2 separate regions of the Mus musculus genome follow, and region 2 is linked to region 1. Evidence: chromatin contacts called from public promoter capture Hi-C data. All regions are on one chromosome and are shown on one strand. Each heading gives the region's core, a stretch centred on a gene start, on an enhancer-like site or on the middle of the called end of the contact. The rest is flanking DNA. Distances are from core to core; before and after follow the strand shown.

Region 1 (6,384 bases), core at 1,150-3,649:
GTTTTCCTCTATCATTCTCTACTTTTTTGAAACAGGGTCTTCACTGAGTGTGGAAGTTCATTGATCAGCTAGACTGGTTGGCCAGTGAGCCGCAGTGAGCCGCAGTGAGCCGCAGTGAGCCGCAGTGAGCCGCAGTGAGCCGCAGTGAGCCGCAGTGAGCCGCAGTGAGCCGCAGTCTGTCCTCCGTGCTGCGGTTAAGAGAGGTGTTACCACACTCATCCTTCACATGGGTTCTGGAGATCCCAACTCCGGCCTTTATACCTGTGGAGCAGGCACTTAACTCACTGAGCTACCTGCTCAGCCTCTGTGTTGCCAGGCTGGGCTGCTCCGCTGCCTTGCCTCAGGGGTGCCTGGAGCACTGCTGGAGTGCTGCTCGCCCAGGTGAGGCAGAATGAAGTCCCCGGTTGAGGCAAACACTAGAGTCTGGGAGCCCAGTTTGATTCTGAGTGAGTGCCACGAGAGTGCGGAGGGGCTGGGAGAGAGAAGGTCCTCTCGCCTTCTCTAGGCATGGCTCTTTAACACCCCTACCCCCCATCCTTAATGAAAACGTGGTCCTTGTTCCAACTGCTTTATTAGATGGCAGATGTGAATGCATGCACCTTACTCAGGGTGAGACAGGGATTAAATATCTCTTGTGGGAAGGACTGCCCAGGAAGGGAAGCTCATTGGCTGAACACTGGGGCCTATGTAGATTCCTCATTAGCATGGAGAACTCCAGGGTTTTTATGCTGTATGACTGGCTACCATGGCTCTCAGTGGGGTGTCATGGTTATGCGTTCCAGAGCAGGTAGAATTAGGCAGGGAGTTGAGCCCACTCCTACAATTCACATGGGTTCTGGAGATTCAAGGATTTGAACTCAGTCTTACCAGTTCTTCTGTCTGGTGGCATGGTTCCACTTGCCCCACATGTGTGTGTGTCTGAGTGTGCATGTAATAACTTTGAAACAAAGTATATAGAATTTTATTTATCTATTTTCCAGCAGGTAAACATCTACTTCCGTCGACTATTGTAAAATATAACTAGGAACAATAGAAAATGTGTCAAGATGAAGAGAAGGAAGCCAGGCCTGGGTGCATGCCTGTAGGTCTATGGCTGGGGAGGTTGAGGCAGGAGGATGACTGAGTCAGTGAGCTCAAGATCAGCTTGGACAACACATTGATAATGTAGAGAACAAGGTCCACGAGGTGGCAGGTAAAGGTGCTTTGTCACCAAGCCTGAGGACCTGACCTTGATCCCTGAGACCTGCATGGTGGAAGAAGAAAACTGACTCCAGCAAGCTGTGCTCTGACCTTCATACTTACACAGTTGAAACCCACAAGCATTCACACACACACACACACACACACACACACACACACACACACACGCACCAAATAAATAAGTAGATGTAAACAAGACAAAAACAAAACAAAACAAAACAAAACACAACCCAGAGAGTAAAGAAACCACTTTTTTTCTCAGCCAAGGGAAATGTACACAGTGCCCCATACCATAAGTCACGTAGTCGAGTATCCTAGATTTGGGAAAATCACGGGTCAGCACATTCCAAGTGCAATGGGTGTGCCTCGCTTGGGAAAACTACCTTCCTGATCATAGTGTCTCCCCTGCCAGGTAAGTACGAGAAACCACTGTTTTTTAAGAACAAGAACTTCGAGTAGACTCCACATGCAGCAAGGCAGGAATGGTTAAATATCTCCCAATACATCCTTCAGTTCCACTGTGTATAATAACATCAAGTTCTGTTTTCAAAATACTTTCATGAATTATATAGAGCACCACACTATGGCTAGACGCCGATGGTTTCTTTCCTCTTTGGGTATGTGTGCGCATGTACCATGGCGTGGATGGAGAGATCAGAGGAGAGCTGGGAGGAGCTGGTTCTTTTCTTCAACCGTATGGAAACTGGGGATTGGACACAGGTGGTCAGCGCTTAGTGGCAAACACCTTTACCAACTGAGTCACCTAGCTGGACCAACTCTTGGCTGTTTTTTCTTTTTGAAGAGATTTGTTATGCCGTATGTATGTGGGTGTTTTCCCTGCATGTTTGTCTGTGCATGAGTGCTGAAGGGAGCACCAGATGCCCTGGGACTGGAGTTATAGACAGTTTCTGAGCCTCCATGTGGGTACTGGGAGCAAGATGTGGGTCCCCTGGGAGACCAGCCTGATCCGAAACACTGAGCCTACTACTTAGCTTTTTTTTTTTTTTTCCATAATATTTGAGCTATCCCAGAGGTAGACGGGTGTCAGATGGCACCTTTGGGTGTAACCCTGATGGTTCGGGCCAGGAAACGGCATCAGGGACTGTTTTCTCCCGGAGGAAGGCTACAGAGGGCTGGGTGCTTGTAGAGCCTCCGCCCTCTTTCTTTGAGTCTCTCATAGCTTTTTCCTCATACTTCTCTGTTTTTACCCCTCCCTCCTGGCCTTGGTGGCTTCCTCAAAGTGTCTGTGGTGCCTGAAATACCACAGTTCACACTTCTTTCAGGGCCTTGTTCCTTTAAGTCATGACTCTTAAAGCTCTTCTGGTCACAGGTATGTCGGCGGGGTCTTGGGGGATCCTCAGGGTGGGGAGAAGGGGGTCCTCAGATTGGAAAGGAGGGGATCTCTTGGATCTATGAATGGAGAGGAAGGTCATAGGAAGGAGTAGGTGGGGAGAGATCAAAGGTTTTAGGGAATGTGGATACCGAGACTTGAACTCAGGTGGTCGGTGTTTAATGGCAAGCACCTCTACCAATTGAGTCACCTTGCTGGACAAACTCTTGGCATTTCTTTGAAAAAAGGGAATCATTGAGTGTGTGGGTGTTTTACCTGGATGCAGGTCTATCCATCAGGTGTGTGCAGTGCTAGTGGAAGTCAGTAGCGGGTATCAAAAGGGGAGGGGGATCTTTTGGATCTGTGAGTGGAGAGAAAGGTCAGGGAATAGGAAGGAGCTAGGTGAGGAGAGGCAAAGGGCATTAGGGAAGGATAAAGGATTCCAAAAGAAAAAGAGCAGAGGTAGGCAGGAGGAATAGTTAGGGATGCATGGATGAAGGACTAAATCCATCGATGCTGTGAGGGTTGTTTGGCAGACAGGCTACCAGGATCCAGAGAGGTGAAGGAGCTGCACCAGGGAGCGCAGCGGATACATTTCCGGCTGTGTTTCAACACATACCACTTCTCCTTAGTCTTACGTTCTAATTACCAAGAACCTAGTGTGGATGTTTGTTGAATGACTGATAATCAAAAAAAAAAACTGTTTTGTTTCCTTTTATGTCTACTTTTGTAGAGAGGGAGTCAAGAAGGGAAGGAACTACTTGAAACTTGCATAGGAAGGAAAATTTCTAACTGAGCCCTTTGTTGTGTAAACCATTGTGGTTGTGACAGTGGGGGAAGAGGCCATTGTGGGCTTAGAAAGGGACTGGTCATACCCCATCATAGGCATTTGTGCAGGCCTTTGAGCCTGCGTCAGCATATTTGGCCTGTGGGTTAAATACTCTTGCTACCTGTCTTAAAAGACAAACATCTATCATCCATCAATGATAGAGGATGCTAGCTTTACTCCCAGTGAAGTGAAATGTCACTCCTTAAGAGTCTCATTCATCTCCTGGATAAACCTGTATCACAAAAATTGTGATAATGGGCTACAGTTTGAGATTCCTTGATGAAAACTTGGTAGATAGAGGTGAAGCCCAGGGCTTGCCTAGTATGTACAAAGCTCTCAATTTGATCCCTAGCACCAGATAAACTGGATACAGTAGTGTACACCTGTAATTCCTGCACCCTGGGGGTGGGGTGTAGAGGCAGGAGAATCAGGAGCTTAAGATGGTCTTCAGCCTAGGATGTGTGAGACACTGTCTTGAAAAGCTCTTCAAGCTGGGTGTGATGGCACACACCTTTAATCCCAGAACTGGGGAGGCAGAGGCAGGTGGATCTCTAAGAGTTTGAGGCCATCCTGTTCTACAGAGATAGTTCCAGGATATCCAGGGCTACTCAAAGAAACCTTGTCTTGAAACAACCACACCAACACCACCTTTTCCTCTATGGTCTTACTATGCAGTCCTGCTGGTCTGGAACTCACTGTGTAACCAGCTGGTCTTCTGTAGAAAAAGAGGATGGATTTCTGTGTGGTGGCCCACCCCTGCACCCCCAGCATTTGAGAGGTAGAATGGGAGACAGGAAGACCAGGAGGTCTAGGTTATCCACAGTTACACTGTAGTGTTCCAGGCCAGACTGGACTATATACAATCCTGTCTCAAAAACATAACAGAGAGATCCCACACTGTGGATCCCTGCCCAGGACCATCAGAGCTTCAATGAATGTGGACAGGAATGGTCACGGGTGGAAATGTGTGTTGTTCTCTTAACCATATTGGTTCCTTTGCTTTGACTCTTACTTCTCCGTTATCCTTCCAGCCCTAGCCTTGTGTCATGGCTTCAATCTGGACACTGAACATCCCATGACCTTCCAAGAGAATGCAAAAGGCTTTGGACAGAGTGTGGTCCAGCTTGGCGGAACCAGGTAAAGTCCTCAGGGGAGCCTGCTGTCTGCTTTGCATGGAGAAGCTAGGGGAAAGAAGAATTTCCTTATTGAGGTCTCTTTTCTTTTCTTTTCTTTTCTTTTCTTTTCTTTTCTTTTCTTTTCTTTTTTTTCTTTTCTTTCCTTTTCTTTTCTTTCCTTTTTTTCCTTTCCTTTCTTTTCTTCTCTTTTCTCTCTTCTCTTCTCTTCTCTTCTCTTCTCTTCTCTTCTCTTCTCTTCTCTTCTCTTCTCTTCTCTTTTTCCTTTCTTTTTTCTCCTCTCCTCCCCTCCCTTCCTCTTTTCTTTTCTTTTCTTTTCTTTTCTTTTCTTTTCTTTTCTTTTCTTTTCTTTTCTTTCCTTTCCTTTCCTTTCCTTCCTTTCCTTTTCTTTTCTTCTCTTTTCTTTGATGAGGGTGGAATCCAAGGTTTGCAGATGCTCTACCACTGAGCTACACCCCCCACCCTCATGACTGATTTGTCTTTTTTTTCTTTTTTGAATCAGTAGTAAGGTTTCAGGAGTCCAAATTTTAAAAAACCCAAGAAAGTTGAGAACAAAAAGTTCTTCTTATTCCCTGTATCCCTTCCTGGGGGTGGGGTGGGGGGGGTGGGGGTGGGGGTGGGGGTGGGGGTGGGGTGGGGTGGGGGAGATGTCCTGACAATTGGCTTCTTATGGTCCTTCAGGAGAGATTTTTATCTGTCTCTATATCTACCTCCTAACTGCTGCCTACCTCTCCACTCTCAATCTGTAGCATGAGCTTTGCTCAAGTTATGGCTTACTTTCAGGTTCTGAATATAAATTTTATCAGACCCAATCCTGCTCTTTTGCTACTCAGAATAAAGATAAGTGATAAGGGGCACAGTTCACAAAGCCTGAAACGCTTTCCTTTAGAGAAATATCAGCTGGGATTCACCATGGAAATAATCTTTTCAGAATGAGGGCGTGCTGGTGTCTGCAGTCACAGAGGCTGAGAATGAGGTAGCTCTGTCATGTCTAGAAAACACTGGCTCATGGCTGTCATCCATTGCTTCTGGCTCTCACGATCTCTCCACTTCCTGTTTTGTAATAATCCCTGAGCCTTGAGAGGAAGTATGTAGTATAGCTGTCTTATTAAGAGCTGAGCACTCCCGGTCTCTTATTCTGTATGTACGGATCATTAGTGAGTCTCTGCAAATTACCATCTATTTAAAAAGAAGCTTCTCTCATGAGGATTGAGAGATTCGCTGAGGGTGTAATGTTCAGTACTTAGAAAGAAGTTTAGTGCTCTCTGTCCACTTAGTAGACTACTAGTAGTAGGTTCTCCTTTCAGGCCTATGACTTCCTAGCTGCAGGAATCTTGTCCCAGTTAACAGTACTAGTCATGAAGGTAAAGTTACTTTGTAGAAGGAAGCAGCCATGTTTGAAAGTGATGTCTAATTGAATGGTAGACAAAGTGATGAATCAGAGAAAGATTTCCTTTAAATGAAAAGTCATGATTTTATTCTATATGATATAAAACAACATGGATAGATTTGATACATTATGATTTCATTTTCACTGTAGGGACAAGGAAAAAACAAACTCAGTTGGTAAAGTGGTTTCTACACAAGCATGAAGACCTGAGTTTATATCTCTGAATTCATGAAAACAAACAAACAAACAACAAAAACAAATAAACAACAACAAAACCATGATAGTGTACACCTGCTATCCCAGCGTTGGAGAGGCAGAGATAAGAGCATCCCTGGGGCTGCTCAACAGCTAGTCTAGACAAATTGGTGAGCTTCAGGTTTAGTGAGAGCTCAAAATATGCCTCATACAATAAGGCGAGGGCTGGAGAGATTGCCAAATGATTAAAAGCACTAGATTCTCTTCCAGAGGACCTGGGCTCAATTCTCAGCACCCACGTGGTGGC
Region 2 (6,250 bases), core at 196-2,695, 610 kb after region 1:
AGAGAAGAGAAGAGAAGAGAAGAGAAGAGGTGACATGACATGTGTCTTCAGTCCCAGCACTCTGAGCCAGGGGCAGGAGGATCTCTGTGAGTTCGAGGCCCTGAATGTGTAATCTCAGGGCTCTTAAGGAGAGCTTGGACGTGGAGAAAGGAGAATCCTAGAGCTCTGTAGGCCAGCTTGCTGTAACCAATACAGACACTGCCCCAAACAGGATGGAAGACAAAGGCCTACATCTAAGGTTGACCTCTGACCTCTGCACATGTGCTATGCTGTGTATTCACCACACAAAGATACATACATGTACAAAACAACAACGCTAACCATAATGGAAAGGGACTAACTTGATTTTTACTTTACGATTTTTTACTATTTGTTATTTCTGGTTATGCACAATTGAAACGCATGCATAAAATAAATACTTTTTAAAAAGGCATTATGAAGAGAATGAAAGGTAATTCAGAGATTAGGGGAGGCTGGAGAGTTAAGAGCTCTTGTAGAGGACCCAGGTTCCAACCCTAGAATACATATGGTGGCTCACAACCATGAGTAAGTCCACTTCCGGGGAATCTGACACCTCCTTTTGAGCTCTGAGGGCAGCAGGCACACACATGGTACACACAGGTACATGTAGGCAAAACACACATAAAATAAATCTTTAATAGTTAAGATTTGGTCTGTTATCTCGCAGCACATTTAAATGTCTTCTAAACCCATTAAAAAGGATGTACAATACAAAAAAAACTGGACAGAATAATGTAACAGGATTTTATGTACAAGGATATTTTATAAAGTCAAATCCATCAGAGAAGGTGCGTCATCTCATTAATCATCAGGGAAATGCAAATTAAAGCCATGACTCACACACTGGGGAGCTGAGGGGAACCGCTGAGAAGCGTCAAGTCTGGGAAAGGATGCAGAGCAATTAGCACTTAAATCGGCAAACAGGACTCCAAGTGTGCTCAGTCACGGGTGCTTATGCAAGAGCCTCACTGCAGCATCAGAGCCAGCGGCTGCTGAGGGCGGCATGAAGGACTGGATGTGGTCAGGAATGATTTGGTCTTATTCTGCATTGAGTTCCTTAATAATGTGTTGATTCGTGTTGATTCATGCATTATTGATATTCCTAATTGTAAGTAGCATTAGAAAGAATAAGCCATATTTAAATGCAACACAAATTGTTAAAAGGAGCAATACTGAGGTGTGCACGCCAGGAAATAACCTCTTCCCACACTTGTCCCTGCTCCCCGTTGACGCACGTCAATATCTAGAGGCGGGCGCTGAGCAGACACCTCCTGGCCTCCAGCAGGAGCCTGGCAGTGTTCATTTATCTGTGTTATCTGTGTCCTTCTCCTGGGTAATTGCTTTCTGCGATGAGGGGCCCACGGTCAGGGTGACTCATCCGTGTGGCTGCATTGCGCTAGCTCATAATTGGTTTAGGCTGGAGCTGTTTGACAGAAGGTCTGATGTGGGAAAAGCTTCCTGCTCTAATAAAAGATATACCGGAACCCACAGTGCCCCTGAGGCTGCTTTGTCAGGATTTGATGTTAGGGACTTTTGCATCTGTCTCAAGATGGTGAATGAAGCAGTCGGGCGTTTATCCAGTGTGCTGCTGGGGAAGCAATGAGGGAATGGCAGAGGGAAAGGCAGAAAGAACCCGAGTCCTCAGTGGTTTACTGAAGTCACTGCACTCAGCCTTGCGGCTTCCAGGCTTGCCTTGAGATTTGAGTTAGCAATCTATTGTTTGTAGCAAGGTCACCTGACACCCGCACATTCACCATGGGCTGAAGTCACAAAGAGCTGGCAGTGCACATACTGTTCTGCAGTGAAGTCTCTGGCTGTTAGTCTTTTCCCCAGAATTCTTAGGTTAGGCAGTGGTGGCACATGCCTTTAATCCCAACACCTCCGGAGGCAAAGGCTGGCAGAAAAAAGGAAAAGTTCTAAATTGGGAATGATGGTGTGTATCTATAATCCCAGCACTCAGGAGGAGACTATAGAGGTTGTAAAGGGGATTAGTCCAGCCTAGGCTATCCAGTAAATTCAAGGCCTGGGCTATATAAGAACTCAGTTTGAAAAAACAAATTGGTTATAATGGTGCACACCTTTAGTCCAGCACAAAGTGAGTTTGAGGCTGACCTGGCTTACATACCAAGTTCCAGGACAGCCAGGGCTACATAGTGTGACCCTGCCTCAAAAACAAAATAATCCAAAGTGAAGAGCTGGCAAGATGGCCCATCAGGTCAAGCACTTGATGGGCAAGCCTTATCACCCATGTGTACATTTTCATCCCTGGCACCCACGTAAGGGGGCGGGGCGTGAGAGCAGACGCCATAAAGTTCTCTAACTCTGCCCCCTGCACATGCTTATACATGTGCCCCCCACCGAGAGTAAAGACAATTTTAAAAGTCTAAGAATTAGGGAACTTGTTTTTGCAGAATGAATTTGTGAAGGCAAACTTGTTGAATTAAACAGCATATACACTTAAAGTTGATATTTAGCATTCAGAGATACTGCACCAGAAGCACTGAAAATCCTCAGACTTGCCCTGCCCACCCAACACAAGCAGCAGGAAATTAGAAACCGTTTTTAAGGGATCACACAGCTTCTATTCTCAGTAGCAATGGGACCCCGCTGTTGTTTTTCATGTTCACCAATGCTGACTCTGTTCAGTTATTTAAATTTACCCGTCAGTAGGTTAAAACCTCTTTTATATCCTGACATTTGCAATTTACTGTTAGTAGGGACTGTAGCATCTTGCTCACTGGGGTCTTTTGTACCCAGTTTTTTCTTACTCTGTTTATGGTACTCTATAAAGTGTTGATTTTCTGTGGCAAGTACATTCTCATGAGAGTTCCTTGTTTTGTTTTTTTAAACCTTTGCTGATAATGTCACTTGTACACAGATTTAAATTTTTCCTGTTGTCACATCGGAAACATCATCTTTGTCTTCTGGTTTTTATTTTATGCTTGGGAGGTCATGCTTCCACCTACAGCTGTGCAAAAACTACTACTTTTTTTGTGGCTTTTTTTTTTTTTTTAAATAACATTTAGGTCATTGATGTATCTAGAGTTTATTTTGTGTTTCATTAAAGAGATATAGGGAACTCTTTTATAAGTCTCTTTTCCTTGTAGACAGACAGTTGTCGTCCCAGGGCCCCTGATGGTCATCTGTGCTTGCTCACAGCAGTGTGCTTAGCTACCTACCCTTCCTGCCTCAGTGGACTCAGGTCTTTGGCCCTCAGCCTTGTTCTCCTCTGTCAGTTGCCTATCTTTAGTTTCACAGTCTTGCTTGCTACATAGACTATATAGAATTGTTCCAGATGGGGCAAATTTCTCTGTGTTTATTGCTTTTCATTTTTTTCCAAATATTTACTTTTTGAGAATATTTACTTTTTTAGAATTAAGTTATCTTTTCCATGAAAAGATCCTGGTTGAATTTTGATTGGGATGGTTGAGTATATAGATTAATTGGAAAGCCTTGATATCTTTACAATATTGGACCTTGAGATTCAGCAACATGGTACATATTTATGTCTATTCAGATTTCCTTTTACATATTTCAGTAGTTTTATGCTATCTCATTTGTAGGGTTTTTTTTTTTAAACTTATTCTGCCTATTCAAAATACCTACTATTTAGGTTGGACTCAGCAGTCAAGACCATGAAGGTCCAGAAGGATCCAGGTTCAATTCCCAGCACCCACATACAACTGTCTGTAACTCAAGTTCCAGGGGCCTCTGATGCCTCTGACCCCCAGGGCTGGACACAGACACAGACACACACACAGACACACACACACACACACACACACACACAAACTTAAAAATCTTAAAAAAAACCTTTGCTGTTAAAAAAGAAGCATGTTTTATTTTGTGTTTTGGTTGGCTATTGCAAATTTACAGGACTATTACCATTGATGTTAACAGCTCTCATACAGCTAAACTTATATGACAGATATTTTAATTTTATGGTAAAATTGGTGCTTGAGTAGACTAGTTTCTAACTAAGCACAGCTATATTTGTAAAATGTAATTCCAAATGAATTGTTCCACTGGCCTTCCAGTTCTGAGGTCTGGTTAATATTGCTACTTTCTTGCTCATCATTACCACAGGTTATTGTTAACTTGGTAGACCAGGCTGGAAGGGAGAAGATTATTGGTGATGCTTACCTGAAGCAGGTGCTGCTCTTCAACAACCCCAAGCTCACCTATGTCTCCTTCGATTTCCATGAGCACTGGTAAGGGCGTCCCCAGAGGGAAGCGGCTTAACCTTCTCTGCTCTTTCCCTTCCTCTCTGCTCAGAAGGGAAGGATGTGAGGTTTACCTGCTGTTCATGTCTGTGGCCTTTGCTTTAAGCTGTTTGCCTTTAAGTTGTTGCTGAAGTTTTTACAGTCTTTCTGTTCCAAAATGTACTGGGACACATAATCACAGCGGCTGAAAGCCACAGGTATCCTTCTGGCTGTCTTCATACTGTTAGCAACACCTCTGTCCCCAGGATAACTCCTAGCCTGCTCTGGATGGTCAGCTATTGGTGAATCCTGTTGCTGACATCTTTAATTTATGTTTATTCTGAAAGCAGGATCCACTTTGCCACAATGCTTGTTCTGCCTGTGAATTTGCCTAGGTTGTAAGGAGTTGTGGGGAAAGAGGCATATGCATGCATTGCTTTGGTGTTTGTACATGTGCTTTCAAGTGCAAATAGGTATAGAATTACCTATACTTATTCTTTTGTTTGTTTGTTTTGTTTTTCGAGACAGGGTTTCTGTGTGTAGCTCTGGCTGTCCTGGAACTCACTTTGTAGACCAGGCTGGCCTCAAACTCAGAAATCTGCCTGCCTCTGCCTCCCGAGTGCTGGGATTAAAGGCTTGTGCCACCAGACCCGGCTTACTTATTCTTTTTAAGAATTTTGAGCTACTTATTAAAGATCCTAAGAAGCTGGCGAGATAGTTGGATGGGTAAAGACATCTGCTATCAAGTTGGACAACCTGATTTGATCCCTGGAATCTGTATGGCAGAGAGAACCAACTTTTGAAAGTTGTCCCCTGACTCCACGTGTGCACACCATGGCACGTGCGCCCCTCACTCCACATGTGCACACCATGGCACGTGTGCCCCTCACTCCACATGTGCACACCATGGCACGTGTGCCCCTCACTCCACATGTGCACACCATGGCACATGTGCCTCTCACTCCAAGCCTGGACACACAGAGACTAAGTAAATAAAATGTGATTTAAATATTAAAAAAATATCTTAATAAGATTTTTTTTTTTTTTTTTTAGTTAAGGTCTCACTATGTATCCCTGGCTGGCCTCAAACTCACAGACAGTCTCTGCCTCTCAGATTCTTCCATTAAAGGTGTGCCCTCCCACACTCAGCTTCGGTTGGTTTTGATGATGCTGGCATTAAAACCTGAGCACACTAGGCAAATGCTCTACCACCAAGTTACAGCCCTGGCCCTTTCCTCTTGAGTAAATTAGAATATGATTTTGTTATAATACTAAAGCCGGTTCTTTGCTTTCTGTTTTGGGGAATGGGGTTTAGCCGAGGAATGAAGTTCGAGAATGTTCAAACCCTCACGGATGCCATTCATGACATCATCATTGACATGAAGTGGTGTTGGTAGGTACTGGACTTAGTTACTTTTCTACAGTTGTGAAGAGACGCTGTGACCAAGGCAACTTATAAAGAAAGCATTTAATTTGAGATTCCTGATTACAGAGAGTTAGAGTTCGTGGCAGGGAGCATGGCAGCAGGCAGGCGTGCATGGCACTGGAGCAGCAGCTGAGTGTTCGTCTGACTCATAAGCACAAGGCAGAGAGGAGAGAGAGGGAGATGTTAACTGGGAAGGGTGTAGGCTTTTGAAAACTTAAAAGCCCATCTAGCAACACAATTCTTCCAACAAAGCCACACCTCCTAGTCCTTACCAAACAGGTCCACCAACTGGGGACCAAACATTGAAATATATGAGCCTATGGGGCATTCTCATTCAGCATTCCCATTCAAACCACCACAGTATTTCACAAAACGTTGTTTTGACTTTTGGTCTGTGAAATCATGTGTTTTCTGCCCCGTTTCCTTCCTTTTTGGGAGTGCCACCATTAGGCAGTGCTGCTTGTGAGCAGGGCGTGGTGTCAGAGGGTTGGAAAATGAAGTGGAGCAGCTGCTGCTCTTGAAGGACTTAAGTGTGTCCCTCTCACTCTGTGGATTCCATTTTGTTTTCCTCCTTTGTCATCCCTCATGTGGGAAGGGAAGC

The links. Promoter capture Hi-C pulls out the DNA fragments that hold promoters and counts their contacts.
Region 2: a promoter capture Hi-C map of embryonic stem cells shows a contact between it and region 1, with 2.2 times the contacts expected there. The contact joins the enhancer-like site here to the promoter of Itgam in region 1. A contact is called at or near these places in 9 of 39 promoter capture datasets (the 3T3-L1 cell line, the C10 cell line, cranial neural crest and 6 more).

Annotation. Positions count from the first base shown.
Region 1 is chr7:128,060,241-128,066,624 of GRCm38.p6, forward strand. Itgam (integrin alpha M) reads left to right here and starts at 2,400. Exons shown (of 30, transcript NM_001082960.1): 1 at 2,400-2,530; 2 at 4,391-4,496. The coding sequence starts at 2,503. It also overlaps the pseudogene Gm22809.
Region 2 is chr7:128,671,191-128,677,440 of GRCm38.p6, forward strand. It overlaps Inpp5f (inositol polyphosphate-5-phosphatase F), which reads left to right. Exons shown (of 20, transcript NM_178641.5): 10 at 4,108-4,232; 11 at 5,539-5,616. Among named protein-coding and RNA genes, the nearest start is that of Inpp5f, 63 kb to the left of the region's middle. Within about 2 kb of position 1,446, at least 186 of the 459 cell types and tissues checked have an H3K27ac peak or open chromatin away from gene starts, as enhancers often do. A contact at or near this core is called in embryonic stem cells, pre-B cells and stem cell-derived epiblast-like cells, where this site is marked.